7 separate regions of the Mus musculus genome follow, and regions 2, 3, 4, 5, 6 and 7 are each linked to region 1. A link is a contact called in public Hi-C and HiChIP or PLAC-seq data. All regions are on one chromosome and are shown on one strand. Each heading gives the region's core, a stretch centred on a gene start, on an enhancer-like site or on the middle of the called end of the contact. The rest is flanking DNA. Distances are from core to core; before and after follow the strand shown. Region 1 holds the start of Smim15 (small integral membrane protein 15). Region 2 has its middle 12 kb from the start of Gm32090. Region 3 overlaps Zswim6 (zinc finger SWIM-type containing 6). Region 4 overlaps Gm31920 (a long non-coding RNA gene). Region 5 overlaps Depdc1b (DEP domain containing 1B). Region 6 has its middle 12 kb from the start of Gm52061. Region 7 overlaps Gm32186 (a long non-coding RNA gene).

Region 1 (3,915 bases), core at 453-2,952:
CGTGACTACTCCCTCTCCCAGAAAGGATAAAGAGCTAGGGGACTGGCCAGATACACTAATTTACTGATCTGAAGGGGCCCGAATGATCAGAGGTCAACTAGAATGCCCTCTAGATATACGGGAGGAAAAGGCTCAGAGAGAATGAGTGCTGTAGGGGCATCAGTACAGAGACTAGAAAGCTGACCTCGCCATGGAACAGTCAGCCCATGGTTTGGGAGCCTATCTTACTTATCATCTTTGGTTAAGGTAATGCAGGCCCCAGTAAGGCTGTCCTCCATGGCAACCTCTATGCTGTTCTTGGGCTTGCACAGGCCTGCCTAATACACCAGAAGAGAGAGCCCTAAAATCTGAGTGTGAAGGCTAGGTCTCCAATAGCCAAAGAAGCTTGCTGCTTTCTTTCTCTCCGTTGTAAGTGTGTGTACTGTGCACGATTAGGCTGGTGCACCCCCTCCTCAGTTCCTTCCTTACGGTACTGCTTCCTTTTATTCCCAAGACTTGCGGGGACCCTGGGTCCTTTAGAGATAAAACAGAGCAACACACTGGGAGGCAGAACTTGTGAGGAACCATCTACTGAAGTGAACATGTCACGGATACAAGCCGGTTATGGATACAAGCCGGTTATGGGTACGCTTGTTTGTACAGGTTTTAAGCAATCCTTCAGGCTTTCACACAAGAATAAGAAAACCACGGCTGCCATTACAATATGCAGCCATTAGCATATACCCGGGTAGCAGTATTTTAGATCCTTAGATTAGCTGCCAAAGTCTGCTCCTTGGTAAATAATGGTTACTGTTGTTATACTCTAACTACTCATACATGTCTCGGCTTGCTCCTCAAAGGGAACGCTCACAGTCTCTCAGGAATAAAAACTTGCTTTATTTGGCACACAACAGCGAGGAGGTCTTGCAACATTCGCCAGAGGCAGTCAAACAGAGCAAGTAGTTCAGGCAAGCAATCACAAAATTTGAGCACCAACCAAACCAGAGCTAATCTTTCCGTCCCTGTAGATTAGGAGACCCATTTAACGCACCCCTTTCTGCTTGTTGACTTTTTGAAGTCCTTTATTTATGTATTGCGATCTCTATGCCCTGACAGTTTAATTATTGACAGTTTACTTTGGGGCAAGTATCGACCATTCCTTTGTGAAGTAAGTTAGGCTCTTAAATGAAAAACAAACAACGGAACCTCTTTCCCACAGCGTGGCAGCATTTCCCCCTGCTACCAAGGTTCACTGGACACATCCCAGCCGGGCTGCTGCTTGGCCAAATCTTTAAATATTTAACTATTGTTCAACTCTACAGCATGAGTGAGGGGCGAGTTAGGGAACACGCCAGTCCTTCCACGGCCTCGAGAAGGCTCTAAGGAGACTGCGGGGTCCCCCTCGTGTCTAGCTGCGGCTCTCTGGGCTGAGAGTCCCCTGGACGAACTCCTCACCCACTCCGTCTCCTCGCCGGCGTCCCACGCAGGACGCGAGGCCACGATGCCCCACCTGCAGCGCACACGAAGCGGCGCGCGGCAGCATCCCCGACCGCGGACACGAAGCCTCCGCGCCTCGCCTCGCCTCGCCGCGCCGCCCCTCCCCGCCCTCCCGCTATGGCTCTAGACATTGCGCCGCCGGAAACCCGCCCGCCACTTCCTCATCCCGCCCCGCCCCGCCCCGCCTTCGGGCGGGACCTGAGCGGAGCGGCTTCCGCTTTCCACTTTCCTGCCTGGCGGTGAGTGGGAATGGGAGCGGGGATCCCCTAGGGCTGCGGTGGCTTGCTGTAGCCTAAGCTGAGCGTGTGGCCGGGCTCTCCCGGCTCTCTGAGCTCCTGACCGCGGGTCCTGCCCGGCTTCGCTCGGCGGGGCGGCGTCCTTAGCCGGTGAGGCCGACTGATGGCCGTGGACATGGCCCGGGGCAAGGAGAATGCTAAGCGGGGAAAGTTAGGAGAGAAGCTGTAAGTCTAGAGACGCCTGGTGCAGCTCCGGGTCCCCTAGGCTTTGTGAGGTGAAGGAATGTGCCTGAAAGTAAGGCGAGGATGTTTTGGTGCGAGACTGAGGTGCTCTCGAGATGTGTGGCCTGTGGACCGTAACTTTGCCATAGCCTAGTCATCAAGTCGCGCTAGTCTTATTTGCAAAGTTGGGCGGATTTCGCAGACTTGTATTTAGTTCGTTACTGGACTCGAGAAAGATCGATCTTTCTTGGACCTTCCTGCAAACTGGTTACAACTGGGCGAGGGCGTAGCGACAAGGGACTGGATGGTTAACGTCTCCAGAAAGTTTAATGTGCTGAAAGTAGGGGCATGGTTTCTGATACAAATACGGAGATAGCATGGGGACATGGAAGTTAAATCCAGTGATAGTTTTCTTGATGTGACGGGTTGTGGGTACCATAATTATTTTGGTAATTCTTTATTTTCTTGTAAGGTACATTAATTGAACTACAGACCACAAAACCTTTAAAGAGCAAAGCATAGTGTTTGACTTTGTAACGATGTACCCAATCCAACGAATAAATGAGGATTCTTAAGTACAAGCAGTTTAAATTCTTGGTTGGTCAGCGGTGGAGCATCTGTCTACTGTGCTCTACTAGGCTTTGGGTTGGATCCCCAACAGTAGACGCAAAGATTAAAAATCTTTATGGGTATGGTACCTGTAACATGTCAGCCAGCCAGCTTGATTTTTTTTATGTTAGTGAAAGTCATTATTATTCAGACAAAACTTTAGTACTCAAATAATTTACGTAGAATACTTGGCTTCTACGAATTAGAACTCTTATTTTGGGACATTTGCAGTTGTAATTTAGGGAGAAATAGGTGTTAAGAGGCTATACTATTATAGAAAGATGTTTTTACTTGTTTGTGTTTAGAGGAGAATTTAGAGGTTTTTTTTTTTTTTTTTTTTTTTTTTCCATTTCTAATCTTACTGTAAAGGTATCTTTTATTCTCCTGTTGTAATTGTCATCTTTGAGGCTTACTGCTCAGTCTGCTAACCCAGGCCTAGTCCCGGAAGCTTCTAGCCTCCACACAATCTTATCTAGGCCTAGAGTGTTTTCAGCTTCTGAGACTTATTGCTGAAAAGCGCATCCTTTCTTGTTCTTCCTGTGTGCTGGCTAACTCACTTACTCAGCTAGCTGTTCTAGCTCAAACTCCTCGCCAAGTTGACTGATTCAATCTGGCTTCTCTTTCTCCTCTTCTGAATTGCTCTGCTTGACCTCAGACTCTAGCAATGTGTTCTGCTCTTCTGGCTTCTCATCCTCTGGCTCATTGTCTTCACCTGTGTCTAGCTTGTTCTCTCTCTCCAGCCTGTCTCTGTAAAACTCTCCTGGTAAAACTGCCTTCTCCTTTCTTCTTTCTCTGTGCTGCTCTCTTAACTAGCCTCTTTTTCCTCTTTCCTCTTTTGAGGGCTGGGCATATCCTGTATCAAATCTTTCTCTGATTCATCACTTTGACATCACTTTCAAATATGGTGCTTCCTTCTACAAACTAACTTTACCTTGTTTGGGATTAAAGGTTGTATACTAAGGGCGTGTCTGCATTCCAGGCAGAGGGACCAAAGGTGTGTGCTAAGGAGCGGGGAGGGCACACTACAGCACAATCTTGGGGTTCACAGTGTGATCAAAATATCCTGCAACTATCTTACAATAGTTATGACTTGATTGTCTTCTTTTCTAGCTCATCCATGTATATGTATATAGAATTTAACCCCCTCCACATCGTATGGTCAGACTGAAGAAGACATAACCAACAATCGTCTGAATTCTGACTGACTCACTGATAGTCCCAGGGGAAAATTAGAGGTCACTACTCTAACATAAGGTAAATGGTTTTTAAAAATCTTAGCTTGAGACTTTAGGTGGCTGTAAATACACACAAACCTTCCCTAAATGCTGGCATTGTAATTCAACCTGTAATTGAAACAGGTTGCTAGAAACAG
Region 2 (3,562 bases), core at 144-2,643, 440 kb before region 1:
TGAGGGGGTGGGGGCGGGGATGCTGTCAGGTCCTCCCAAACTAGAGATAGACACAGGCTAGACTTTGAATCACCATTATGTAGCTCCTGCTGCTTTTCTGAGCTTAAATCTGGAGTTTTCTGCCAATTCTGCAAGCCACTGATAACCTCTAGTACACTCACTTCTGGTTAAATCAGCTTCCCTTAGAGTCTGTCCTTTGTGATCAGGAGTTTTGCCTGATGCTGGAAAAGATACAGCCTGGAAATAAATTACTCAAAATCCACAGAAAAAAATATTAATATGCCAACACGTTATCACAGGATTAATTAAAAAAACAGAGGGGGGTAGAACATTCCCGTCATCTCAACACCTGGGAGATGGAGGCAGGAGGATTAGTTCAGTGTCTTCCTAGGTTACACAGCAAGTTCGAGGTTAGCCTTGGCTTTATAAGATCCTGTCTGAGAAAAAGAAAGAAAACTTTTTTTTTTTAATCCTAACCGTGGAAATGAGGAACAGCGTTTATGTCAAAAGTAGCACGGTTAGTTGAAGTCTGATTCTTTTGCTTGTCGAGGTGATCAGTCTTCAGAATGGAGACATGAAGGTGGCACATGTGGCACACACTCACACGAGAGATAGGAACGTGGAAACGAGACACAAACGTGTGTGCGAGAGACAGAAAGGGAGCTCTGGGGATTTAGAACTGGTTTTGTCCGGGGCTCCCATCTCCAGCCTCTGCAACAGTAGGGCCTTGAGCTAATTTTTAAAGAATGAAGGAATAAATGAATGGATGAAATATTAGTGCAGGAGGGCCGTGGGGAAACACCATTCACTGCTATGAATGACTAGGGAAGGTTTGTTAGATATTTTAAAGTTGTTTTCTTCTTTCCCTATTTCCAGCTCTTTTCATCACGTGTTTCTGTTTTCCTGAGAAAAGGGAGAAAAATAATGTTTTTCTTAGCCCAACCCACATTTGGTGACCCAACTTCCCCTAATATTTATGGGTCCCCTCTAGAGACTTAAGATGCATTGGAGAGGGGTGATAAGGGCAAAGGAGCAAAAGTTCCCCTTGCCAACTGGAAATGCTTGAGGAGACAATCCATTAAGAAGCCTGGCTCTGCCTCCAGCAAACACCACCTTCCTGTGGGCGGTGCACACGGGTGACCTTCACACCCCACAACCGGAACCTGGAACAGAAGAGACAGTCTGGGGCAATCCAGTAGAGGACATGCTAAAGGGGCAATCCAGCAGAAGCCATGCTAAAGGTCTTCCCGCCCCCACCTCTCACCCCCTCCCCACCCCCACCCCCTGGTTGTCATCACTCTGTTTCCTGGCCTGGCCACCACTCAGTGCACACTGCAGCGTCTAAACAATGGCAGATTCAATAGCCAGAGGGAGTTCAAAAGGGTCGACTGCCATCAGATTGGCATTCAGCGGAGCCTGCTACCAACTCAGCAAGTGGGATCCGGTTCCATTCCGGAATGAGTAAGCAGGGAAGCAGCAGTGCTGCTGGAGCCAGGAGGTGGGCGCCAGGCAGCCCTGAACTCTCCCAGCAGGAGAGTAGAGAGGATTGAATCAGCCAGGTGAGGTGAGAAGAAATGCAGTGTGCAACAAAATCACCCGGTAGAGCTAGCTGCACACCTGCCAGAGCCCCTCTAAAACACACACACACACACACACACACACACACACGCGCGCGCGCGCGCGCACGCACACACACACACACACACACACACACTCCTTACGGTGCAGGGAATCATACAAAGGAAACCGTGGCAGGGCACCACCCTCAAGGCTCCACATTACTAATTCTGTCCCTTTATTTTGCTGCAGCTGCCACTTCCCCCATTCTATCCAAACATGCTCTATTTGCCCCTACAAGGCACAGCCTGTGACATGTCTTCTTCCTTATGATGAGGCACCACCATGCTTCGCAGTCATCCAGTGATGTCACAGCTAAGCGCAGTCCCACTCAAGGCTGGCCTCAGTTCTGTGCTCTTCTCTGAGTTCAGCCAGCGCAGCTTCTCCCAAGTTCTAGGTCCCAGCTCTGAAGGACCCCAAGATTCTGTAGTGCGGCCACCAGATGTCTATGCCCTGATTCTATGGCACTGGCCTCTGAGTAACCAAGACCAGTCAAGCTAGCTCCTCTCTTCGCCTCATCTGCACTTCGGGTGGTAACTGCTTCCTGAAGCTATGGTTTGGAGATACCCCAGGCTTATTTAACCCTTTGTCTAACAATATGAGTTAAATCAATGCCCTTTGTTAAATTCTCTTAAAATAATAACTGCAATCAACCTAAATAATGTTTACATGTGACTTTCTATAATACCATTAGTTATTTGGATTTTCTTTCAATTTAAATAAAAGTCATGTTTATGCTTTAATTTTATAATCATTTAATATATAGATATGTATAGCATAAATGTATGCTATAATTATATAAATGTTTATGTCATATAGTGTTCTCCCCATTGGACTCCTACTGATACAGGAGAAACACTCATGAGAAGAAAAAAAAAGGTCTCAAGTTGAATTTGCTAATGAAGACAGATCTCTGGAAGCTTTGATGGAGGTCCACCTCTGCCTTGCCTGAGGTGGGCAGGAGAGCTTTTCATCTAGCATGTTCAAGTGACACTTCTCAAGAAGCTGTGGTCAAGACCTAATTGGAAGTTACCGCCCACTAAACTGCTCAACTCAAGGCTATTTCTCACTTAGCTCTGAAAGATTTTCATTAGGGACAGTTGAACAGTCCAAAAGCACATGGCCCCTAAATTTCGAAGGTTTCCAGAAGGAAGGATAAGGAGTTCTAAAGAAAGAGGAAAACCAGGCCCAATCAGAGAAGGGATTGCATAGAGCAATCCACAGAAGGAGTATGCAATCTAACTGTTCCTAAAGACCAAAGGGAGGCCATTGCACTTGAAGTCGGGAGGGGGAAAGACTATTAAAATCACAGGTGGTTGCAATAACCACGTATACATTTGGTGCTGAATTTCTAATCCCCATCTCCTTACTTTGGGAGCAATTAGTCTCGGGTGAAAAATTGCACTTGCAGCTAATTGCACCTGCAATTACCTACTTCCCGGTGCAATTAGCCACTTGAACCTAATTCTGAGTGTGCAAGTGTTTAATTGCCTATGTGAGGAGGTGATTCCAGACACAGTTAGTTGTGCCCTCAGTCTTTGCACCTGCAACTAATTGTGACTAGCAAAACAAGGCTCCATACAAGTCAGGTTGGAGGCGCATATGGTGACCCCATTTTGAGAATCTAAGACTTGGATTGGTTGAAATAATAGAAGAACGAGTGTAGGAAGGGCAACATGGGGGGCAAATTATTATCTGTTCTTCAGATGTGTGGCAGGATCAACCTCTTCCTTCCCTTCCTCCGGTCACGTTTCTCCCAGACTACAGAACATCCCATCAGCTAATTATAGGCAGGTACCTGGCCCTGACTGATACAATTACTACAACAATAGCAGAAATTCTGCTGCTAACATTGAAGAACATTCACGGCACACATTCCAGCCGCTTCCCCATTTGGGGGGTTGACTCTGGTAAGGTTGTTCAAAGCATTTAGGTGACAGGTATG
Region 3 (4,065 bases), core at 218-2,717, 300 kb before region 1:
CCATGCTCCCACCTTGATGATAATGGACTGAACCTCTGAACCTGTAAGCCAGCCCCAATTAAATGTTGTTTTTATAAGACTTGCCTTGGCCATGGTGTCTGTTCACAGCAGCAAAACCCTAACTGAGACACTGTCCAATCAGCAGCTGAGAACCAGTAACAGACTTGTTGTTACTACTACAGTATTTATCCAAAATGAGAAAACTAACAAACTGAGATAAAGACAAGGTCAGGTGTCCTGTCGGTTGCTCACTCATCAAAAGTCATTTGTAGACCTTGAAAAACCAACCGAACCGCTACCTCAGCAAGCAGGGGTTCTGCTCTGATCACTTTGAATAGATAACAAGTCCTCCAACACAGACTATTATGGCTATAAAAGTATAGAGTGCCAGGCCTTGTTTCAGACTTTCTAGGGATTAGTGGGTCCATCTCAGCAGCTCTTAGAGACAGCCCCTCTGTTGAGACCGGCTGTGCAGAAGAGGGACCTCAGAAACTGAGACAGTAGCCATCAGCTGAGGGCGCCCACCCGAGACGAGCTGCTGGGATTTAAGGATGGGCAGCCACTGTGAAGTCCTTAGTGTTTACATTAGAACACCAGGAAGGTATCCAGCTTCCATTTTAGATGATCCAGACAGATCATCAGCTGTTCAAAAAATAAAAATCTCCATAATTAGGTAGGAATTTGTTTTTTTTCAACATTCAACCAAAACAACTTGGATTTTATTTTTACAGATATGTTATCAAATTAAAAAAAAAATTCATTCATCTTTAGCTTATGTGTATGGGTGTCTGATTGCACGTATGGCTGTGTTCCACATGAGTGCATTGTCAAACACTTTTAGGAATGGTGAATAAAGGCCATTTCCATGGCTGTACTTTCAAAACTCCATCTCTTCCAGCAGAACGTGAAACCAAGTTCCATCCACACCAGGAATCCCATTCCAATAGACAATCTCTTTCATAATCACCTTTTTTTTGAGTCCGGAACATTTCCAACTGTTTCTGCTGTTGTCGTCGTAATGTGTTCACAATAGCTATTGCTAGTCTCAGTGCTTCTCTGGGGTACCCGTGAGAACGCAACGCATCCACTCTTGCACAGGCTGTAGGGACGTGTTCTACAAACAGAAACCCAGTAAGGGGGCAAAGTGGCCGCTGTTAGATCCATCCATAAAAGCGGGCTACTACAGTAAGATGTTCCTCCCCAAGAGCCATAGAAGAAGATATAAGAAACCATTTCTGAACTTGGATCTGAATGGAAATTTCAGCCCCCTGTGCCAAGCATTCATGCGTTGCCCATTGAATACCTCGCTCCTCTACCTCCCACTCCAATAATGCTATAGAAACTAAACAAAGGAGTAAGTCATGGAAAAGTCTTTCCGGTTTGGCCACTTACCATGCCAGAGGGGCCACCCCCGGGAGTCAAAGAGGGAGTTTTCAGTGTCGTCATGGTAACAGTAGTTGGTGTACAGGTCACTGCTGATAATGTGCTGCAAGTGGCTATCCTGCCAGTGGAGATCACATGCCTCGATGGCTCTCGTGAACACTGTCCGATGAGGCCTGTTCGATGAATCTGTTTTTTCCACAATTCAGAAAGCCGTGTCAGCTATTATTCACATGTGAATAAATCAGTCATACCACTCTGCGGCCAGATGTTCATGAACCCACACACACTGCCCTGCACCCACTAAGCAGAAGGGCGCAGGGTGAATGGATAGTCTCACATCCTAAATGCTCGATGGCAGTTAGCCTAAAGAGTTTCCAGACATTTACTTGTTGTATCAAACACAAACATTCTGCAGCCATTAAAGCTATTGTTAAAGGCATCCTGCAAAAAGAATTGTCATGTCTAGTCTCCATGTCGAAGATACGCTAAAGAGGCACTTGTCTTTTAAAAAAAAAAAATCCCATGAAAACTCACTGCTCCCCACTTCTGAGGTAGTGTTGGGCTGCCCCTGATGGGATCAACAGCTCTCACAAACACTATGCAAGAGATGCGACACCAGCCATGGAACCTTTCAGGAAGACGCAGTCAGCCTTAAAACTATGCGTAAGGGTTGTGCTTTTGGTTGTATTTTTTAACTATATTGTGCGGTTTTGCACAATTAAAACTATTATGCTTCTTGGGATATAATGGTTAAATGCCACTTTATATCCCAAAGGGCATAAATGCATCTGTTTAACATTTCACAAAGCCACACAACATAGCTACAAAACAAACCAGCGCACTTACCTTGCCCCTATAGGCTGTCTCCTGACTCCTGGACAGGTTCCATGGCTGGTGTGATGTCCCCAGCATAGTGTATGCCGGGGCATCACAAGAGAGCAGAAGCATACAGTCCGAAGGGGGTTCAAGGTTCAGGACCTGACGAAGAAAAGAAATGTTTGGGGAATAAAGGATATTCTCACCTCGGCTCCTTGGGTTGTTCAATTCCTAAAGAGACTACTACAGGAACTCCCGCCCCTTGGGCCCCAACTCTAAACTAACTTTCAGCTGAACCGTGGGGCAATGAACAATTCATTTACATATACCTAATAGTGCTCAAGGACAGTCCCCTTCACTGCTCTCGGAGACTCAACCAAAGAAGCAGCAAAATGAGGAAAGGCTTTATCTTCCTGTCATTGGACTTCTGTCTGAGCAGACAGAAGGCAAACCACCAACAGCGAGCACAACTGTGCTGAGAAGAGCAGCCTGGTGGCTTCATCTACCCCCGGCTCTGTCCTGCTGAGGGAACTAAGCAGCAACAGAGACACCATGACTTGTAGCAGTCTCACAGCCAAGTACTGCCGAGAGTCAAACACACCCCTTAATTTAGCTAATGCAGCCAGCCATTTGCAACGGCTGTCGGTAAGTCTACAAAGACATTTCTTTGGAGTGGTCTCATATCAACTTAGTTATCCATATCTAGAGGGAAAACATATTGAAGTGCACAGATGACAGATAAAGAGGTGCAGGTGACTGTCTGCTGTGACTCCTGACTAAGATCCTTGCTAGCAGCAAATGGGTGACCATTCTGCAAAACTGGAAGGATGGGCCCAACTCTTAACTGCCTTTTGTCAAGCAGAATAAATGTGCTATTCCCAGGGGGAAAAAGTTTTATGACCTCTCATAATTAAATACCCCCAAATTCAAGTTTCTTTGAATTTTTACTTTTTTTTTTCTTTTAAGGGATTTTCCTAGGTATTTTAAAGTGTGGTCTTAGTATTTATTTTCTTTACTTCAAGTTACAAAGGTAAAACTTAAAACGGAAGAGACTACAGAATAGCAACTTGCTATGGTACATGATGTGACAGTGAGTTCAGTGTTCAAGCACTGACTCGGCTCTCTATCTAGGATTCTAATCCAAGCATGCAGTGTGGTTTCATTAGAGAATCAACTGAACTGTTTCTGTTTCGTGGCAGCGCAGAGAGAAAGAAGCAGAGAGCACACACAGAGCTTTGCTCCAAGACACCAACAGAACTGATAAATGCTCATAAAATTGTATTTAAATGACCATGATGAGCACAAAAATTGATATACACAAAGTTATAAGCATTTAAAAAATAAAGTGTATAACAAAAAAATTTGGGAAAATTGGGATAGTAAAAGGTGAAGAAGTCTTACTAAAAAAACAAAAAAAAGGAAGAAAGGAAAAAAGGAAGGAAGGAAAGGAGGGAGTGAGGGAGGAAGGAAGGAAGGAAAGAAAACTGGCTTTCACTCTATAATCTTTTAAAAATCCTCCTGACAGAGTAGGATCCAGAGGCTCTTCACTAAGCCTCACTAGTCACCCTAGCCATGGTGGACGTCAGAAAGCCTGTGCGTGCACTCTAACACGTGCGTCTCTCCCAGATGCCGTGAGCTCAGTGTGATGCCTTGGCTATGGGGTTGAGCCTCTCTGTCCCCAGCCTCTCCTCTAGAGAGAACACTGAGGTGGTGGTTCTAGGTAGGAACAACCACACCCTCTGTAGGTATGATAACCGCCACCCTTTGAAAGCAATGGCTCGACTCTGAGTGTCTGCTCAAAAGCAGATAGATACCTTTAGAAACGAAAGACATAAGCACTGCATTTATTTGGAATAAATGCAGATC
Region 4 (3,934 bases), core at 1,016-3,515, 470 kb before region 1:
TTCTGATGTAGCTTGAGTTTTCCACAAAAATTCGATAAAGGGGACATCAACCTACTTTAAATGTCAAGATGAAGTTTTACTTTAAATTCCCATGAATTAAGAAAATGCGCAGAGCCTCCACTTGGACTCTCTCCTCGGCTACTTGATCATTTTTATCTCTTCTGTGTAGCTAGAAAGGGGAAACAGGGCAAGTGTGACGTCTCTGTGCCAGGTGTAGCTGGCCTTCCCCACACAGACGTCTGTTATCTATACGAGGCAACCGAAGCACCTGCTACCTTGCAGGACAAGCCCGATCCAGCCGCGCAGGCCAGGAAACCGGTGAGGGGCTTGCAGAGAGATACTGAAACGGCTTTTGTTTCCTTCCTTCCTAATTTTATCTCTGTAGATGCTTCACTGTTTCCATGGGCTTACTCATTTCCATCTCTGCTACTACCTCATGCTTTTTTTTTCCAGTTGTGTATTCAACCAAAGAAAATGAATAAGAAAAATAATTATGATACTAAAGGAAAAAATAAGTAAATTCAAACCCACCATACGTGAGCCCCTTGGGAGTCTCTGATTAATTTTCATTTTCTTCATTTAGTTCTGAGCTTGGCCTGCTTTAGTAAATGTGTGAATAACTCTGGTCATGGGATGGCTTTGCTCACAGCTCCAGGAAACAGAAATGAAGCAGCTTAACCCTTGTTGTTACTGAGACCGGTTCATAAGAATGCAGGTTCATGAGCAAGTGGTCTCAGCACACATTATAGGCCTTTGTCACACAGCAAGTCCCAAAACAGGAGGTCTGGTAGATTTCTGAGAACAATCAGCTAATATGGTTCTTCAGGCACAGTTATCAATGCTTCCACTGGACTTTCTTGTCCTTTCTTGGAGTCATGTTTGTCTACACATCCTATGTATTTCAAATGTCAGCTCCTAAAAATGTCATCAACTAACAAATAGTCACACACACACAGAGAGAGAGAGAGAGAGAGAGAGAGAGAGAGAGAGAGAGAGAGAGAGAGAAAGAGAGAGAGAGAATCCCCGAGGGATTCAGTTGGAAAAGATAGGTGCCAACAAAATTATGGCAAAATGACTTGTAAAAATTAGTAATTAGGGGGATCATAATATATTGAGGAAGGCTAGCAAAGACTTCCTATAGGAGCAGAGATGTAATCTGAGACTTAGGGTAGGAGTTGGATGGAGTTCCCCAAGAGGATGGAAGGCATGGCATTTGTAAAACACAACTTGACAGAGGTGAAGCAATAAGTTTGAACAGGTATACGAAGGTGACAGATTCTGACAGCAAAGCGATTGTCACGGAAGAGCAATGACACATAATGGGGGCACGTTAGAGAACGAAGAAAAGCACCAGGATTGAGGCTGTACCCTGTAGACTCAGAAAATCACTGAGCATTTGGGGACAGGAAAGTGGCATGGGGCACAATGTCCTTGAAGATAATTTATGTGCCATCAGTGGCCCACATGGGCATGAGGAAGATTTTTCTAGCCCTGCTGTGAGGCCATGGAGTCTTAGGGATGGTGGTGGCAGTGATAATGAGAGAGGAGACTTGGGTGACCACTGCCAAGCATACTCGATTAAACCTTTTAGAAAATGCTTGTTCTACAGATGGTCTCCCATTGCCCTTGATGGCTGGGTAATCTGTGCTTCACTGGGATGCCATGGGTATCCCAAGACTTAAAGTGGGTCAAAATTCATGATAAACAATAGTATACAGTAGGCGCTGCTTGAGAAATAACCTCTCAGACCAGTCCAAAGCATCTCTAGTGATGCATGGTCTTCTTCAATATGAAGAGACAACAGAGTTCTCTGAGATTTGAAGGGAGTCTTAGACAAGAAACTATTGGCTCCATTTTTTTTTCTTTAAGTTGTGGTATTTAGACTGCAGTTGATTGCTATGGCCCCCTCCTCCTGGAAGGAAGGAAGGAAGGAAGGGAGGGAGGGAGGGAGGGAGGGAGGGAGGGAGGGAGGGAGGGAGGGAGAAGGAAGGGAGGGAGGGAGGGAGGGAGGGAGGGAGGGAAGGGAGGGAGGGAAGGGAGGGAGGGAGGGAGAAGGAAGGAAGGAAGGAAGGAAGGAAGAAAGAAAGAAAGAAAGAAAGAAAGAAAGAAAGAAAGAAAGAAAGAAAGAAAGAAAGAAAGAAAGACAAAGTTGGTTTCAGGTTAAGGTTAAGTATCATTTTTCTGCTCGTCTAATTATCTAGATTGTACAGGGTCATTGCCCTTTCCACATCTGAACTCGAGGAATGACTCATCACCCCCAAACCGAAGTTTCTGTTCTCAGAAGTAGCTCTCTGTTAAACTGACTGTTAAACAAACTGGGAATCCAGCAAGAGCAACTAAAGCAGTCGTGCGAATTTCCACCATCCACAGGTTTCAAAGTCACTGGGCATGGCCAAAAAAGACCTCAGGTGTCCTCAAAAGGAGAAGAACCTTGTTTCTAAGAACGTTCTCTTCAGCTTCGCCATTTCCTTCCATGACAGGCATCAGTGGGGTGACAATTAGGAGTGGTGGGTGGGCACTTCTGTGGGCTGGCAGCCTATTTTAACTTCCAACTGTGGGAGTGAGCTTTAACTCTGTGCTAAAATTAAGGGACTCCAGTAACTCCTGTGGTTATTTCAATCAGCTCCCACTTATTGAGTAGCAGCAGCGGAGTTAAGTAATAATATGGTAACCTTGCCAAGACACAAATGAAATGCAGAGTGGTGCCCAGTTGGATCTGAAGTCCCTTCAATGATCTAAGTAGAGAGCCAAACCAACAAAAGAGCTGCTGGCCCTCCGGGGGCAGGGGAGCCAGGGGCATGGAACAGAATCCCTGGCAGCTTCTCTAATGCCAGGGGAAAATTGAAGGGAGCAGGGTCTGCTTGGTCTAGAAATTCAGACTCCACTAAAGAGATGCCAGAAGCCCTGGTGGTCTGGAAGACTTGTTTTAATCTGCCAGAGCCAGAGAGCGCATCCAGCCCAACCTTGGCCCCTGGTGCTTGAACCTGCAGTGTAGTAACAGATGTCATAACCAACCAGGTAAGCAGCTTCCATGGCCACACTGTGAAGGATGCTGTTCTAACTCCACTGCGAAAGGAAGCTTTTTCTCAGCTGAGAGAACAAAAAGCTGTGCTGCCAGCTCCCAGTTCAGACAAGGCCACCCCCGTCAGCAGATAGTGAAAGGGACACCTGGGTAGAACTAGATGCCTTGAGAGAAGGCTCTGTCAGGGATGTGCACAAATGTGGGTCAGCAACCCCTCCATCTTCCCTTCAGAGTTGGAGTCAGGGAGAATGAAGAGCCAGAGACGAAGATGGCACAGGCAGGGGCTAACTATGAACTGATCACACAAGCCTTTGGATTATGCAGGACTTTCTGTCTCACTGTTCTTCCCACTGGCCATTTTCCTCTAGATGATTAAGTTGTCTAACCAATACTAAAGGCACACGGTGCACACAAAGAGTGTCAGAATCAGGATGAGTGTCTATCATAGAAGTCTGCCCAACACATACACCATCCTTTAGTCTATCTGTGAACTGGAAAGGAAGAAAGGAAGAGAGAGAAATGAAGTCTGTCCTGGCACTAATATGTCTCATGGTGTGGTCAACTCTAATTGCACGTACACAGAATCTTCTCTGTAATTCCAGCATTAGACCTCACCCTAGAGAGTCAAATGGAATTGGTGTCAGGGAGAACTGAGACATCTATACTTTGAATTCCCCCCCTCCACCCCCCATGATTCCAGTGAGCAATAAGGCTGACACAAGCTGACTCAGTCACTCCACAAAAGCTCACTCAACGGACTGAGGTTAAAGATTTGACTAACAGAGCAGGCACAGCTCTGGGCATTGCAGGTAGGAAGCTAGCATGTGAAAGGCCATCAGACGGGTGTGTTTTCCCTTCGCAGATGGACTCACTCCACACCCTCACCAATAGGGAGCACTACCTGGACATTGG
Region 5 (3,894 bases), core at 1,064-3,563, 290 kb after region 1:
GCCAGTCAGAAGCCCACCAATCAGAAAAAAAGCCGTAGGAGAGAAACATGGCTGGTCAGAGGGGCGAATTAGGTGGAAGTTTTTAATTAATGGCGATGGAATAGATATTTTTATATTTATTTTTTGTGTATGAGTGTTCTGCCAGCATGTACGTGCACCAGGGCGTCAGATCCCCTTTGTCCAGAGTTAGAGGTGGTTGGTAGCCAAACCTAGGTGCTGAGAATGGAAGCTGGGCCCTCTTCAGGAGAAACACGCGCTCTAAACCACTGAGCCGTCTCTCCATCCCTAGAGAGGACCTGTGCTTCGTGAGAAGGCAGCTGGGGCAAGAGCTTTGACCAGCGGTGAGGCCTGTGTTCTATGTAGTTAATTTAATGACGTGGGCGCATGGACTGTAAAGCAGCTGGGACCGCAGGACGGGAGTGCTGAGTGTGTGGGAGGGCTTTTCCTCACAGGCTACGCTGAGCTTTGTCTGAGGTCCCATAGTCCGTTTTTTTTTAGTTTTTTTGAGACAGGGTTTCTCTGTGTAGCCCTGGATGTCCTGGAACTCACTCTGTAAACCAGGCTGGCCTTGAACTGAGAAATTCGCCTGCCTCTGCCTCCCAAGTACCTAGCGGATAGTCCGTTTCTTATTGTTCAGGAAATCTAGATTTTCACTTAGAACCTTTAAAAGAGATCATGTGTGTGTGTGTGTTTGCCTACATGTGTGAGTGCATGCATGCATGTTACTGTGTGTGTGGTGGTGGTCAGAGGACAACTTGCAGGAGTTGTTCGCCCCACCATGTGGGTCCCTGATGTTGAACTCAGGGAATCAGGCTTGGAGGCTTTTCCCCGATGAGCCATCTTAATTTAGAATTTTTGTTAGTGTTTAACATTTTCTTATTGACGCTTGGACTATAATCTTAGTCTTTTTAAAGCCATAATAGTTTTCAGTTCTTTATAAGCATCGTCAGTATTTACTGGGGGTTTGCGGTTCCTTTGCTCCTGGTTAGTATCTCGAGGAGTATGTATGGCGCCTTGAGGAGTGGGTAAGCATCTCAGAGACTCTCCCTCTAGCTCTGTATCTCACAAGGGTCAGTGATGAGCCGCCAGGTTGGCGTTCTGGAACACTGGTGAAAAGTGTATACATACATGTGCTTATATTTATACGGAACTTTTAACTTTTTTTTCTTGTCGCCAATCATTCTAAATGTTTCTGTTTGTGGGAGCTCCTGTTTGTGTGGTGCTTGGTGGGAAGGAAGGAAGGCCATTAGAAAGCCCGAGGGATTGATCCCATCCTCTTCCTCACAGCCTGCTCCTGGCTGTTTAGGTGTCCCCACCCAGGACTGAATCTTCATGCAGAGGGAAAAGACGGCTTGGAGCTTCTTGTGACGGCAGGAGCCTGTCAGAACAATGATGGAGGCACGCAGAGACATGGTCCCAGTGCTGGCTTTGGGACCAATCTGTCCCTAGGGCGTGTCTCACTGTGGTTCTGGCTGTGTTTGCCACCTGGCCTTCTGCTTTTGTTGGGGACGAGCAAAAGAAACTTGTTCTAGATACTACAGCTTCATTTCCAGACTCTATTTAGTCATAGGGAGAAACCAAGTTCAAGGTCCCAGGTGCTAGGAGAGCTGGGGACTTCCCAAAAGCTGACCGTCTTCTATTGTAAGGAAACAGTTGTCTGAGTTCAGACATCCTAAGGACAAGTTCTCCATGTTGCTGTCAGGATCCAAATAAGTTTGTGTCCCCAGGAACCTACTCCTAACCTGATTGGTGAAAACTCCCCTATTAACCCCTTATGTCAAAATATGATTGGATGCTGCTACAGCCCACCCCGTTTGTGGTCTTATCCTTTAAATGTGTTGTGCAACTTCTCTTCATAGTTCAGCTCCCAAATCTGTTTGGCGGCCCAATTGACCAGTAGTGGATTGATTAAAATATATTTTTGTCGTCTGCATTGATGTGTTTGGGTGTTGTAGGGTTTATGTGGACCCCACAACACTTTTTCTCTGCTTTCTTATTTTTTTCTTCATCCTGTTCTCTAGCTCTCTATTGATCTTGTGAGCTCTTTGATGTTTTCAGAGTCCTTTCCAGTTAACTTTGCCAGGATTGGTTTCTGTTGTTTACGGTAGCAAGAACCTACCCTGATGGAACAAGCAGTGGCTGCTGAGTAAAGTTGGGGCAGCTTTTTAGGCCTAGGAAACTGTGTGGCCTGTCTGAAAGCGAAGCAGTGACTCAGACCATTGTATAACCTTCTGAGGTGGGAGGGATCTTTGGAGTTCCCGGTAAACCTGGAGGCACAGGGGAAAACCTGTCAAGGATAGGAGCTTTGCCAGCTGAACCCTGGACTGAGAACTGTTGTACACGGAACTGGATCTGTTGAATCAGCCTGACTCTGGGGGGTTAGAGCCCATCACTGCCATCCTCCAGTGTGGAAGCTGCCCAGGTGTTGGTGGGCATGCCAACAGGATGTTGAAATATGCTGTTCTGATGCTGATTCCAGCCCTGTTCTGTAACATCCCTCCTGAGATGTGTTGGCGATTAATTCATGCCAAATTCAAGCCTATGAGTTGCTTCTCTGGTATGACCCCAAAATGTTTCTGCGTTTTACACCTTGCCAGGTTTCTTTACCCACTTCCTCTGTATTTCTCTGGCTTGTCCATTTGGCCATTTCCTGTTTGTCTTTGATGTCGCTGTTTTCTTTGATCCTTAGTTATGTTTCTCTGTGAATTCTCACTGCCTGTTTTTACCCACCAGCTTCAGTAGAGAAAGGAGCTGAAATTCAGATGGCTAGCTCCCTTTAGACAGCAGAGAAAGCTCTTTTGACCCAGGGGCACAGGAGGAGTGTACCATATGTTATGTACACAGAAACAAACAAAGACTTGTGGGCATTAGTTAGTCCTTTCTATTCTAAACTATGGCTCCCCGAGAACAGTGGGGATTTGCTCTGAGATGCAGATTGTAAGATGAGGTGTTTTGAAGTTGCTGAAAGGTGAAACAGACACACAATCTGGATGTGTAGAGCTGGCAAGAAACTAAGGATAGAAGGAGTTGGGCAGATGTGTCCCATGAGCCTCAGGGAATGTAGTTGAGTAATCATCCGCGCCTTTCATGCCAGCATCTTACCCACTGCTTGCTTGAAACTTGTGCTCCGAGATGAGGGTGGGGCATTGTGCGTGTGTAAAACTTGAAAAAAAATTAAGCTTAAGTTCCGAGCTGTTTTTTTTTTGGTTTTAGTTTTAGTTTTATTTATTTATGCAGTGGCAGGGGTGTACCACAGTGCATGTGTGGAGGTCAGCTTATGAGACTTGGTTCTATCCTTCCGTCATGTGGGGCCTTGGGATCACTCTTAGGCTGTTTGGCTTGGTGGCAAGTGATTTTAATGGCTGAGCCATCCTGCCGGTGGCACAGTTCTGAACTAATTTGTTAGAAGTTTGTGTTGGGACTGAGGGTCTCTGTTGATTATATCCCTATATGTTCTGCTTTGCTCTGTTTCCTAGGATTTCTGTTGCCGTGAAGAGACACGGCCACAGCGACTCTTGTAAGGAAACATTTAGTTGGAGCTAGCTCACAGTTCTGAGGCTTAGTCCATTACTACCAGGGCAGCAAACATGGCAACACAGGCAGATAAGGTGCTGGAGAGATAGCTGAGAGTTCTTTCTCATCCAGGTCAGCAGGCAGCAGGAAGAGGACATCGGGAGTGGCTTGAGCATCTGAGACCTCAAAGCCCACCCCCAGTGACGCGTTTCTTCCAACACATCCAGTCTACTCCAGTAAGGCCACATCTCCTAATAGTGCCCATGGGGGCCATATTCATCCAACTATTATAATCCCGGATCTCTTGTTCTGGGGCCTCTGATAGGACATCATTTCAGGGTTGTAGAAAGGTTAGCTTTGCTTGAGTCCCTCAGAGAGGTT
Region 6 (4,023 bases), core at 117-2,616, 340 kb before region 1:
GTCCTAGCCTTTCCGATGCTAGCTAGCTCTGTTTTTTAAGCCTGAGTTCTGGGCCAACAGGAGGTGGACCAGATGGCACATGTAGCTCTGAGTCTCATTCTCTCCTTCTTCACCCTCCTTTTCCCCACCTGGAATGCAGATGTGCTAGCCAGTCAGGTTGGTCTATGTAGAGCATGGAGGTTGGAGGAGAAAGGGCACTCGTCTCAGACTGCATGTGGGGGGGTGGGGGACGGTGGTTTCCTCACCAGCAGCACTGTCAGCCTCCACCAAGAAATGCCTTCTGCTGGGGCTACCTCACATCTGCCTCACAACAACTGAGTTCAAGTTTAAACTAGTACAAGGCGCTTTGTATGTGCTTCCTGAACCACACTCGTGGATAATAGATTTTGCTTCTACCCAGGAAATAAGACAGAAAGGCTTTTCCATTTGAAAATTTAGACTTAAGTTTTAGGCAGCCTCACCTTGGAAATCATTTCTCCATGCCCTGGTCAAACACAAGGTCCCCTGGGAAACCGAACTGACCCTGCACTGGATCGATTTAAAAGTGTTTCTCCAAGATCAAATGTAGGTCGGGTGTGCCTTGACTAGCAGAGTGTGACTCCCTTTTGCCTGGGAAGCCTCACTGCATTGAAAATCAAGGCCCAGGCAAGTATTCTTCAAAGACTCCTGTGACCCCAATGCCCTCTCACTTTCTTCTGTGTTTAGTCTTCTGATTTGCTAAAGTCTGGGTCCCCCCAAGGAATCTGTACATCTCACTGCGGAAAGAGTCCAGTTCTTGTTTGTGGCTTTCTCCACACGTCCTCTCCTGCTCCTTGGAGTCCAAGGTGCTCACCAGTGAGATGCCCCAACCCCACCCCAGGCTGCTCTAGACACGAGGGGCTGAGAGAGGGAATGTGCCCTGTAGCTCAGCAGAAGGTACAGAGATCTGCCTGAGCAGCCACATCCCCAACCACTGGGCTTGCATCATGCCACTTACAGGAACTGGGCGCCACATGTCCGGTGAAATAGAAGATACAGGAAATGAGCTAGATTCCTAGGTTTGAGGGAGGGCAGGCTCCTCCTTAGCCAGAGGAGTCAGGACAACAGCAGCCACACATGGCACGCTGAGCCCTTGGCAAACGGCACAAAGGAAGGCTGTGTCTATCCATTCTGGGGACAATTTGGGGGTGGGAAGCTGGAAAGCTAACCTTGTTTCTTTTTCCCTTAGCACAAAGCATTGAAAAGTCAAAGTGACGTGTGTGTGTGTGTGTGTGTGTGTGTGTGTGTGTGTGTGTGCTTGCTGTAGCACATGTTTTATGCATGACTGTGCATCAAGCAGTCTGGGAGTTCTACAGACTGTGTTAGGAGGCACAAAGACAAAATGGGCTCACGTAGCAGACAAAACCAGTCCTGGAAAAAAAAAAAAACAGCCCCAAGTGCTGGGGGTTTGGGAGGTGTTCTGACTCAGCAGCTCAAACCATACACCCCGGTTCCTCCCTTGCAGAGCCTCACAGTGGCATTTAAAGCCAGGGTCCAGACTCTATGAGGGGGCTGAGCTGCCAGACCGGGGTGGCTCATGCCACCTCCATCCTCTCCTTCCTCAGATCTCAACCTGGGACCAGACCCTCTACCCTGAAAAAAAATAAGAAGTTAACCTAAACACTTGAGCGTCTCTTCCTCTCCTAATGGCTTGCTAATCATCTCTTGGTCCACCTGTGTATGCACACAGGGTCTTTCTTAGATCCCACAGTGGGACTGGAAGCTTCTGGGGACAAGGGCTCAAACATCTCTCCCTTCAGTGCCCATGGCCTCTTGCACGATGCCTCACACAGACAGGTTTTAATGAGTATTTGACTAGCGGGTCTGGTTTAGTATGGAAGGATTCCTTTTCTTTCTGCACTTTACAAAACTAGGTGTTGATAAGGTCCAGTCACCCCCAACCCTGCGGCCAGTTCTGGAGGTTTTTGCTGCCGCTACACTGTGTGCTTTCAGCTGTGAGCACAGAGCAAAATAAAGGCATGCCAGAGTCACCTACCACCTTCTCGTCCCTCTCTCCAGGTCCTCCTGTTTCTGGGGAAAACCATCAAAGGCACTGAGGCTGGTAACAATTACCAAGGAATGAAATATCAATCCCTCTTTTGCCGCTGCTAGGTAATGACATTAGAAGTTCCCTGTGATTGTCCTGGGATGTATGGGAGTTAGCATGAGGTAGAAGTGAGGGCTCTATGGAACTTCCGTGTAGGACTTCCTCCAAGGGGAAAGCAGATACCCACACAAAATGGCTTCCTGACTGAACAGGAGGACTTGGGACCTTAATCTGGTGGCATTGGACTAGCACTGACCTGAGTTTCTAGTAGAGAATCCATTTCCTGTGTGTCTCCAGAAACCACCTCAGTGTATTTCCGGGAAGTATTTCTGTCAGCTTCTTCCACACCTCAGGTTTATGACCAGGACAGCAGGGGACCTGGGTTGTGGCACTGGTAGAAGACAGTGTCTGGTCCTTTTGGTCCTTCATTGCTCTCTGTTCCAGTGCCCCAGACTCCGGTAGATCCACCCTCCTGGCAGGCATCCTCTTGGCCCCAGTCTTGACACGTGTGCTCTGTATCTGGGTGTGTTTCTCCAGAGTGCTTGTGGCACTGCTTCCCCTCATTCAGGGGTGACTGCAATGTCACTCTCTTCCAGAACTCTCTCCTAAAATGACCCCCCCACCATGCCCACATATTAGTCCCATTTTAGTTTCCTTATTCTCTGTCACATTTTATTTTCCCCAATGACACTTGTCACAGTCTGATTATTGTCTGTTACTCACACATTTACTTTGCTGACCCTGGTCTCTGGTATGTAGTTCTCCAAGAACTATCCTTTTTTATGGTACTGTCAGCACTTAAACAGGCCAGGTAAATAAATAGATGCTCAAACAAACAAAAAAAAACCCAATAATTTAAATATTGCCACTACTGTCATTTCCACTACAGGATCATTCGCAAGGACAGTGATCCACCTGGGAGCTGGCTCTGCAAGGAATAGTTCATAAGATCCAAAGGCCGAGCTGCACAGTACACTGTGTTACTTCGCCTGGACCACCTGGCTTCCCATAGTTCTAGAGGCTAGAGGTCTTGGGTCACAGTATGGACAGGCCTTCTGGACAATGATAGTTTGCCCTGTGACTTGCTGTCAGTTTTTGAGATTCCCTTGTTCATAAGGGTCTCATTCACCCTTGCTTCCAGCTTCATATGGTGTCTTTCCTACATGCATGCCTGGTTCCAAATCTCCCCCTTTTGATAAAGACATCAGTCATCTTGGATTGAAGTCCCCCTGAGGAGAGCATCTTAACTAATTACATCAGCAGTGGTCCTTCTTCCAAATAAGGTCATATTCTAGAGACACGAGGCTTGAGCAGTTTATATAAGATTGTTGGCCTGAGCTGGGTGGTTGTGGTGCACCCCTCTAATCCCAGAGCTTGAGCAGCAGAGGCAGGCAGATGTCTAAGTTTGAGGACCTGTACATTCTGGGCCTCTGGATTGTTCAGCCCTCTCTGCTATATTGGAACTGGATTAACCAGGAAAGGCAGTTGCTGGCTCTTTCGAATCTAGCTTTAGTCCCTCACTGGTTGGGACAGCTATGTCCCCATGGTATTCCCTAGTGAATCTGAAATCTCAGGCTCCAGGATAAGCTGGGGGAAAAAAACAACCTATGCAGGCAATGGGGACTTAAGAAGGTGCACTCAAATATCACATGTCACTACCGTTCTGGGAATAGATAGGAGTCCCCCATGAGTCCGAGAAGGTAACTAGGGCACCTGGTGCCAACACTTAGGGAAGTAGAAATGACAGGATTTGCCTCAAGAAGCATCAGATACATCCTCTCCAAAATGCACGCAGGTCTTTAGAGGCCTCGGTGGGATTTATTACAGAACTGCTTTCCAGCATCAGTACCCAGGGTCTGTCATCAGGATCCCAGTTCCCAGTTCCCAGTTCCAGCAGCAAGCTGGTGGGGCTTGGACCCTTTTACATCCCCACCCAGGTTTTACCCTGTAATCCAGGT
Region 7 (3,810 bases), core at 200-2,699, 400 kb before region 1:
GAAGGACTTATTTTGGCTCACAGCTTCAGGGTACGCACCCTTCCTTCATGGCTGCAAAGTGAAGGGGAAGGGAAGGAGCTTAAAACAGCTGCCCACACGTGTCTGCAGTCGCAAAGCTAAGAGGGAAGAAGATAGAGGCTCAGCTTGTTTTTTTCTTCTGTTTAATGGACTCCAGCCCAGGAAATGTTGCCACCCACTTGTGGTATGGCTTCTATCTCAATTAACCCAATCTAACATCTCCCTCCTAGACCTCCCCAAACTTACCTCTCATCGATGGTTTCAGAGCCTGTCAAGTTGATGACCAATATTAGCAGAAGCAGTTCCTGTAAGATTACAGAGTGCACTGGCCTTAGATCTTTGCTGTTTATGTTCACATTCTTCCTTAGGTGGAAGGCCTCTAACGTCCCTTGCTTTTCACTCTCCCAGGGTCTGTGCTGTTACTCTTGACATATAGTCCCCATCCCCATGTCCCCATGGGGGACAGAGCAAACAACCCTAACAACGGAGACATAAGCCCAAGCACATGACTCCTCTAGTCCAAGAAGATGTAAGGTCTCCTCCAGGGTGATGAGGGGACTTTGCCAGAATGTTAAGGGCTCTCATCAGTGTGCTGGGCCTCCAGGCTGGGGACAACTATCATAGATTCCCTCTCTGCTTAATTTCAGCTCTAGGACAACTGTCTGGTTAAGTAATGCTCTAATCTGTACAAAACAAAAACAAACAAGCACTATGGTCATTGAGCTATCCCGTCCCTCAGGTCACAGGAACATAACATCCTATAGGAGATTGACTGGAGTGTCAAAGTCCAGGCCCAGAGTCTGGAACATTTTAACAAACTTTTCAGAAAATTCTTTAAAATTTGAGAAATGTTTGGCTAGGATAAAACTTTTTAGCAATAGCATTCTATGCCCTAATTTAATCGATCTTTCTGGAAGTGAAACCTGGCATCTTTGCGCTTAAGAGCTTCACAGCTTGTTCCAGGGTGCAGCCAAACTAGAGAGCCACTCCTTGGCGGAAGCAGAACTCTGAATCAAAGGGCAAAGCCCAAGGTACTGTGCATGCAGCTGAGTTCCAGTCCTCCAAACAGTCATCAGGCATTTGCCTAGTAACAAGGGATTCCTAAAATATTTGCCCTTTTCTAAGCAGAGGCAACATCAGCCTTTTGAATGGCTACTCATTGTCTGTGCCTCATAAAAATATGTTGGGCCTCCACCGCCCAGGGCTCAAGAGCAGCGTGCCCGTTCCTTTGTGAACCCGGGCCTGCCTGACATGGGAAATGGCCCCTTTTGAGGCCGCTTCTCCTTTTGCTTTTGCCACCCCGGGTATTTGTGATTCTGGACAAGGCATACGCCTCCTTACCACGTCACTTTCCTCATTTGCAGACACAGTGTCCATTGATTTCTTTGGTTAAGCTGACTGGTGTCCCTGGCTCACGGCCAGTGACTATTTCTCTGCAGCCATCCTCAGCTTGGGGGTGAGCCAGGAAGGGGGAGAGAGGGCTGCTCGCTCTGAGCACAGACTCCAAGTGCTCTCTGTCCCGTGAGCTCTCCAAGTGTCAGGTTGTTCTTCTGATTCCCTTCAACATGGGCAGGTCAGGCAGAAGGCCTTGGAAGTAAGTCTGTGAACAGAACCAGCACTAGGCTCCCCTGAAATGTGGGCGTTCAGTGCAGTCCAGGCTCCAGCAGAGCCAGGCTTTAGGGGTACAAGCCAGCTTTCAGGGAACCCTCCGAATGACTTGGATGAGCTCTCTGCAACTATACAGCAATGTACCCACGGTGTAAGTATAGTTGTATCTATAGATGGTGACGATGTATTTCTTTTTAACATTACCATGTCACACAATTGCTACAGTCCTTCTTCCTAACCTATTCCTACTCATTGTTAGTCCCGTTGAGCCATGCACACGTGTTTCATGTGCATGTTACAATTTGATCTTCACCACCATTTGGGGAGATAGTTCCTAATATTATGTTCATTGCACAAATGCAAAACCAGGGTTTAAATAATATGGAAAGTGACAAAGTCTAGATACTGTTGTGTGTACCTCCAGACATGGGGTCAAGCCCTCATCTCTACTCTCAGCGTTTCTTGGAGACAGGGTCTTCCCTCCTGGCTATACTTGTTTGGGAACCAGTTATAGTATATGGCATGATCAAAGTTATTCAGAAACTGGGGAGCAGGGGGAGGGAATAGGGGATTTTCGGAGGGGAAACTAGGAAAGGGGATAACATTTGAAATGCAAATAAAGAAAATATCTAATAAAAAATTATTCAGAAACAGTAACAAAGATTGGAAAATAAAATTAGATTCCATTTTTTAAAAAACCCACAAATTTAATATGAAATATTTTTAAATAAAATAGAATCACTAGGAGAAAATACAAGTAGATAGTTGGGAAATTCCAAAGTGGAAAAGGCCTTTACAAAATAACATCAAAAGCAGAAACCATAAACTAAAGTATTAAGAATCTGGGCTCTGCCAATTTAAACATAAATGTAATCAGCAGACTGAGATATGTCACAGTGGTAGAGCAGTTGCCTAGCTTGTGTCAGGTCCTGGGTTCAGTCCCCGGTATGGGGTTGGTGGTGAATTGGCAACTTGCATTAAATTGCAGAATATAGGGAAAATAGATTGAATGTAAAAAATGTTCTTACAAACTAGTAAGAAAAAGATGAATATTCCAATTAAAAATAAAGTAGGCAAAAGAATAAAGACTATATATACATACTATGTATGTAAATTGTATTGTATGTAGTTGATGAGGACACTTCTGCATTCTCAGCAGGTGGGCGTGTACATTGACATAACCTCTCTAAAGGTTGATTTGATAAAATGTTGCAAAACTTTTTTTAAAAATGCAGAACAGTTGACCCAGGCATGTTGAGGAATACATCTTAAGAAAATAATTAAGGACCTGCATGGTGACACAGCAGGGGGGATGACCCTGAAATGTTGTGGACAGAGGCTTTAGAAATTAAAAAGTGTCACAGTCCTAAAAGACCCAAGAAAGGGATGGCTAAAAATAGCACACTAGAACCTGGCATCAGAAGTGCGGCTTAATCATCAAGGAGGCCCTACACCCATTGACCAGTAATCACTGAAAGGATGCTTGAGTAGAAAGATATCCACAACACATTGTTTGGAAGAAGAAAAACCAGTTATTCTACAAAATAGCCATGCTTGTACCACCGTGTACACGGAAGACTTATCTCTAGGTAATGAGTGTGCTTACTTTTCAGTATTTGCGCTTTTTCATTACTTCTATGATAAAGATGTACTTTTTTTAAAAATAAGAAACAAAATGGAATCTTAGCCATCAGCATGGTGGATCGCCAGCCCTTCTTCTTCTGAGTGGCCTAGCATAGGATGATGGGGATTTGGCTAGTCATGACCTTGACCCACACCTCAGAAGTACCTCCCAACAGCTTCCAAGGGATACTATTTTTGTGGTGGGCATCCACAGGTCCCAAGAAGATTTATCAATTCCAGCAGTCAACCCAGCCTTAACCCCTTCTCTGTCCTCATTTTATTTACAAGAACCCGGGACTCTACTCTGTATCAGGAATCCAGACAGGTGCATGCCCTGACAAGGGTAGCCAGGAAATCAGAGGCACAAATAAAGACAGGATCTGTATTCCAGAGTTGGGTTCTCTCTCTCTCCTTTTAATCTGTCTTTAACACCCCTCTGAAGTCGCCTGTCCTGGGTGAGCTTCAATAGTGATTCATAGTGGTCGCTTTTCTCTGCAAAGTTTGACCCATCCGCATCTGCTGCTGTCCCTAGACCCCTCCCACACACACTCCTGGTCCTGG

What was found. A called contact is a pair of places that touch in the nucleus more often than the background predicts. HiChIP or PLAC-seq counts read pairs in DNA pulled down with a chosen protein or histone mark.
Region 2: a contact with region 1 is called in a Hi-C map of cerebral cortex, with 3 times the contacts expected there. The contact joins the enhancer-like site here to the promoter of Smim15 in region 1. A contact is called at or near these places in 2 of 39 promoter capture datasets (both in embryonic stem cells), 2 of 484 Hi-C or Micro-C datasets (B cells and cerebral cortex), 11 of 115 datasets of contacts at active chromatin or transcription factors (T-cell acute lymphoblastic leukemia, bone marrow-derived macrophages, embryonic basal ganglia and 4 more) and 3 of 9 other capture datasets (adipose tissue, embryonic stem cells and liver).
Region 3: a contact with region 1 is called in an H3K4me3 HiChIP or PLAC-seq map of neural tube, with 4 times the contacts expected there. The contact joins the enhancer-like site here to the promoter of Smim15 in region 1. A contact is called at or near these places in 2 of 39 promoter capture datasets (embryonic stem cells and macrophages), 10 of 484 Hi-C or Micro-C datasets (Sertoli cells, cortical glia, cortical neurons and 4 more), 15 of 115 datasets of contacts at active chromatin or transcription factors (T-cell acute lymphoblastic leukemia, acute myeloid leukemia, astrocytes and 11 more) and 5 of 9 other capture datasets (adipose tissue, embryonic stem cells, liver and 2 more).
Region 4: a Hi-C map of Th1 cells shows a contact between it and region 1, with 2.8 times the contacts expected there. The contact joins the enhancer-like site here to the promoter of Smim15 in region 1. A contact is called at or near these places in 8 of 484 Hi-C or Micro-C datasets (B cells, the G1E-ER4 cell line, Th1 cells and 2 more), 8 of 115 datasets of contacts at active chromatin or transcription factors (T-cell acute lymphoblastic leukemia, bone marrow-derived macrophages, effector CD8 T cells and 5 more) and 3 of 9 other capture datasets (adipose tissue, embryonic stem cells and liver).
Region 5: a Hi-C map of Th1 cells shows a contact between it and region 1, with 3 times the contacts expected there. The contact joins the enhancer-like site here to the promoter of Smim15 in region 1. A contact is called at or near these places in 4 of 484 Hi-C or Micro-C datasets (the G1E-ER4 cell line, Th1 cells, cerebral cortex and 1 more) and 4 of 9 other capture datasets (adipose tissue, embryonic stem cells, liver and 1 more).
Region 6: a contact with region 1 is called in an H3K4me3 HiChIP or PLAC-seq map of bone marrow-derived macrophages, with 3 times the contacts expected there. The contact joins the enhancer-like site here to the promoter of Smim15 in region 1. A contact is called at or near these places in 11 of 115 datasets of contacts at active chromatin or transcription factors (T-cell acute lymphoblastic leukemia, bone marrow-derived macrophages, cardiomyocytes and 6 more) and 3 of 9 other capture datasets (adipose tissue, embryonic stem cells and liver).
Region 7: a Hi-C map of cerebral cortex shows a contact between it and region 1, with 1.9 times the contacts expected there. The contact joins the enhancer-like site here to the promoter of Smim15 in region 1. A contact is called at or near these places in 1 of 39 promoter capture datasets (embryonic stem cells), 3 of 484 Hi-C or Micro-C datasets (cerebral cortex, cortical glia and liver), 13 of 115 datasets of contacts at active chromatin or transcription factors (T-cell acute lymphoblastic leukemia, acute myeloid leukemia, astrocytes and 7 more) and 3 of 9 other capture datasets (adipose tissue, embryonic stem cells and liver).

Annotation. Positions count from the first base shown.
Region 1 is chr13:108,042,772-108,046,686 of GRCm38.p6, forward strand. Smim15 (small integral membrane protein 15) reads left to right here and starts at 1,703. Exons shown (of 3, transcript NM_001048250.2): 1 at 1,703-1,715; 2 at 3,654-3,797. It overlaps Gm41055 (a long non-coding RNA gene), which reads right to left and starts at 1,700. Exons shown (of 5, transcript XR_003950673.1): 1 at 1,435-1,700.
Region 2 is chr13:107,599,313-107,602,874 of GRCm38.p6, forward strand. No RefSeq gene overlaps it. Among named protein-coding and RNA genes, the nearest start is that of Gm32090, 12 kb to the right of the region's middle. Within about 2 kb of position 1,394, at least 65 of the 459 cell types and tissues checked have an H3K27ac peak or open chromatin away from gene starts, as enhancers often do. A contact at or near this core is called in cerebral cortex and forebrain, where this site is marked.
Region 3 is chr13:107,742,569-107,746,633 of GRCm38.p6, forward strand. It overlaps Zswim6 (zinc finger SWIM-type containing 6), which reads right to left. Exons shown (of 18, transcript NM_145456.3): 10 at 1,393-1,569; 11 at 968-1,114. Among named protein-coding and RNA genes, the nearest start is that of Gm52061, 55 kb to the left of the region's middle. Within about 2 kb of position 1,468, at least 25 of the 459 cell types and tissues checked have an H3K27ac peak or open chromatin away from gene starts, as enhancers often do. A contact at or near this core is called in neural tube, stem cell-derived neural progenitor cells and uterus, where this site is marked.
Region 4 is chr13:107,571,421-107,575,354 of GRCm38.p6, forward strand. All of the region lies in intron 2 of Gm31920 (a long non-coding RNA gene), which reads left to right. Among named protein-coding and RNA genes, the nearest start is that of Gm32004, 8.0 kb to the left of the region's middle. Within about 2 kb of position 2,266, at least 20 of the 459 cell types and tissues checked have an H3K27ac peak or open chromatin away from gene starts, as enhancers often do. A contact at or near this core is called in the G1E-ER4 cell line, Th1 cells, double positive thymocytes and 1 more, where this site is marked.
Region 5 is chr13:108,336,013-108,339,906 of GRCm38.p6, forward strand. The region is part of intron 2 of Depdc1b (DEP domain containing 1B); the gene reads left to right. Among named protein-coding and RNA genes, the nearest start is that of Depdc1b, 22 kb to the left of the region's middle. Within about 2 kb of position 2,314, at least 59 of the 459 cell types and tissues checked have an H3K27ac peak or open chromatin away from gene starts, as enhancers often do. A contact at or near this core is called in Th1 cells, where this site is marked.
Region 6 is chr13:107,699,440-107,703,462 of GRCm38.p6, forward strand. No RefSeq gene overlaps it. Among named protein-coding and RNA genes, the nearest start is that of Gm52061, 12 kb to the left of the region's middle. Within about 2 kb of position 1,367, at least 156 of the 459 cell types and tissues checked have an H3K27ac peak or open chromatin away from gene starts, as enhancers often do. A contact at or near this core is called in bone marrow-derived macrophages and liver, where this site is marked.
Region 7 is chr13:107,641,087-107,644,896 of GRCm38.p6, forward strand. It overlaps Gm32186 (a long non-coding RNA gene), which reads right to left. Exons shown (of 8, transcript XR_873933.2): 4 at 1,360-3,810; 5 at 265-323. Among named protein-coding and RNA genes, the nearest start is that of Gm32186, 21 kb to the right of the region's middle. Within about 2 kb of position 1,450, at least 63 of the 459 cell types and tissues checked have an H3K27ac peak or open chromatin away from gene starts, as enhancers often do. A contact at or near this core is called in astrocytes, cerebral cortex, cortical glia and 4 more, where this site is marked.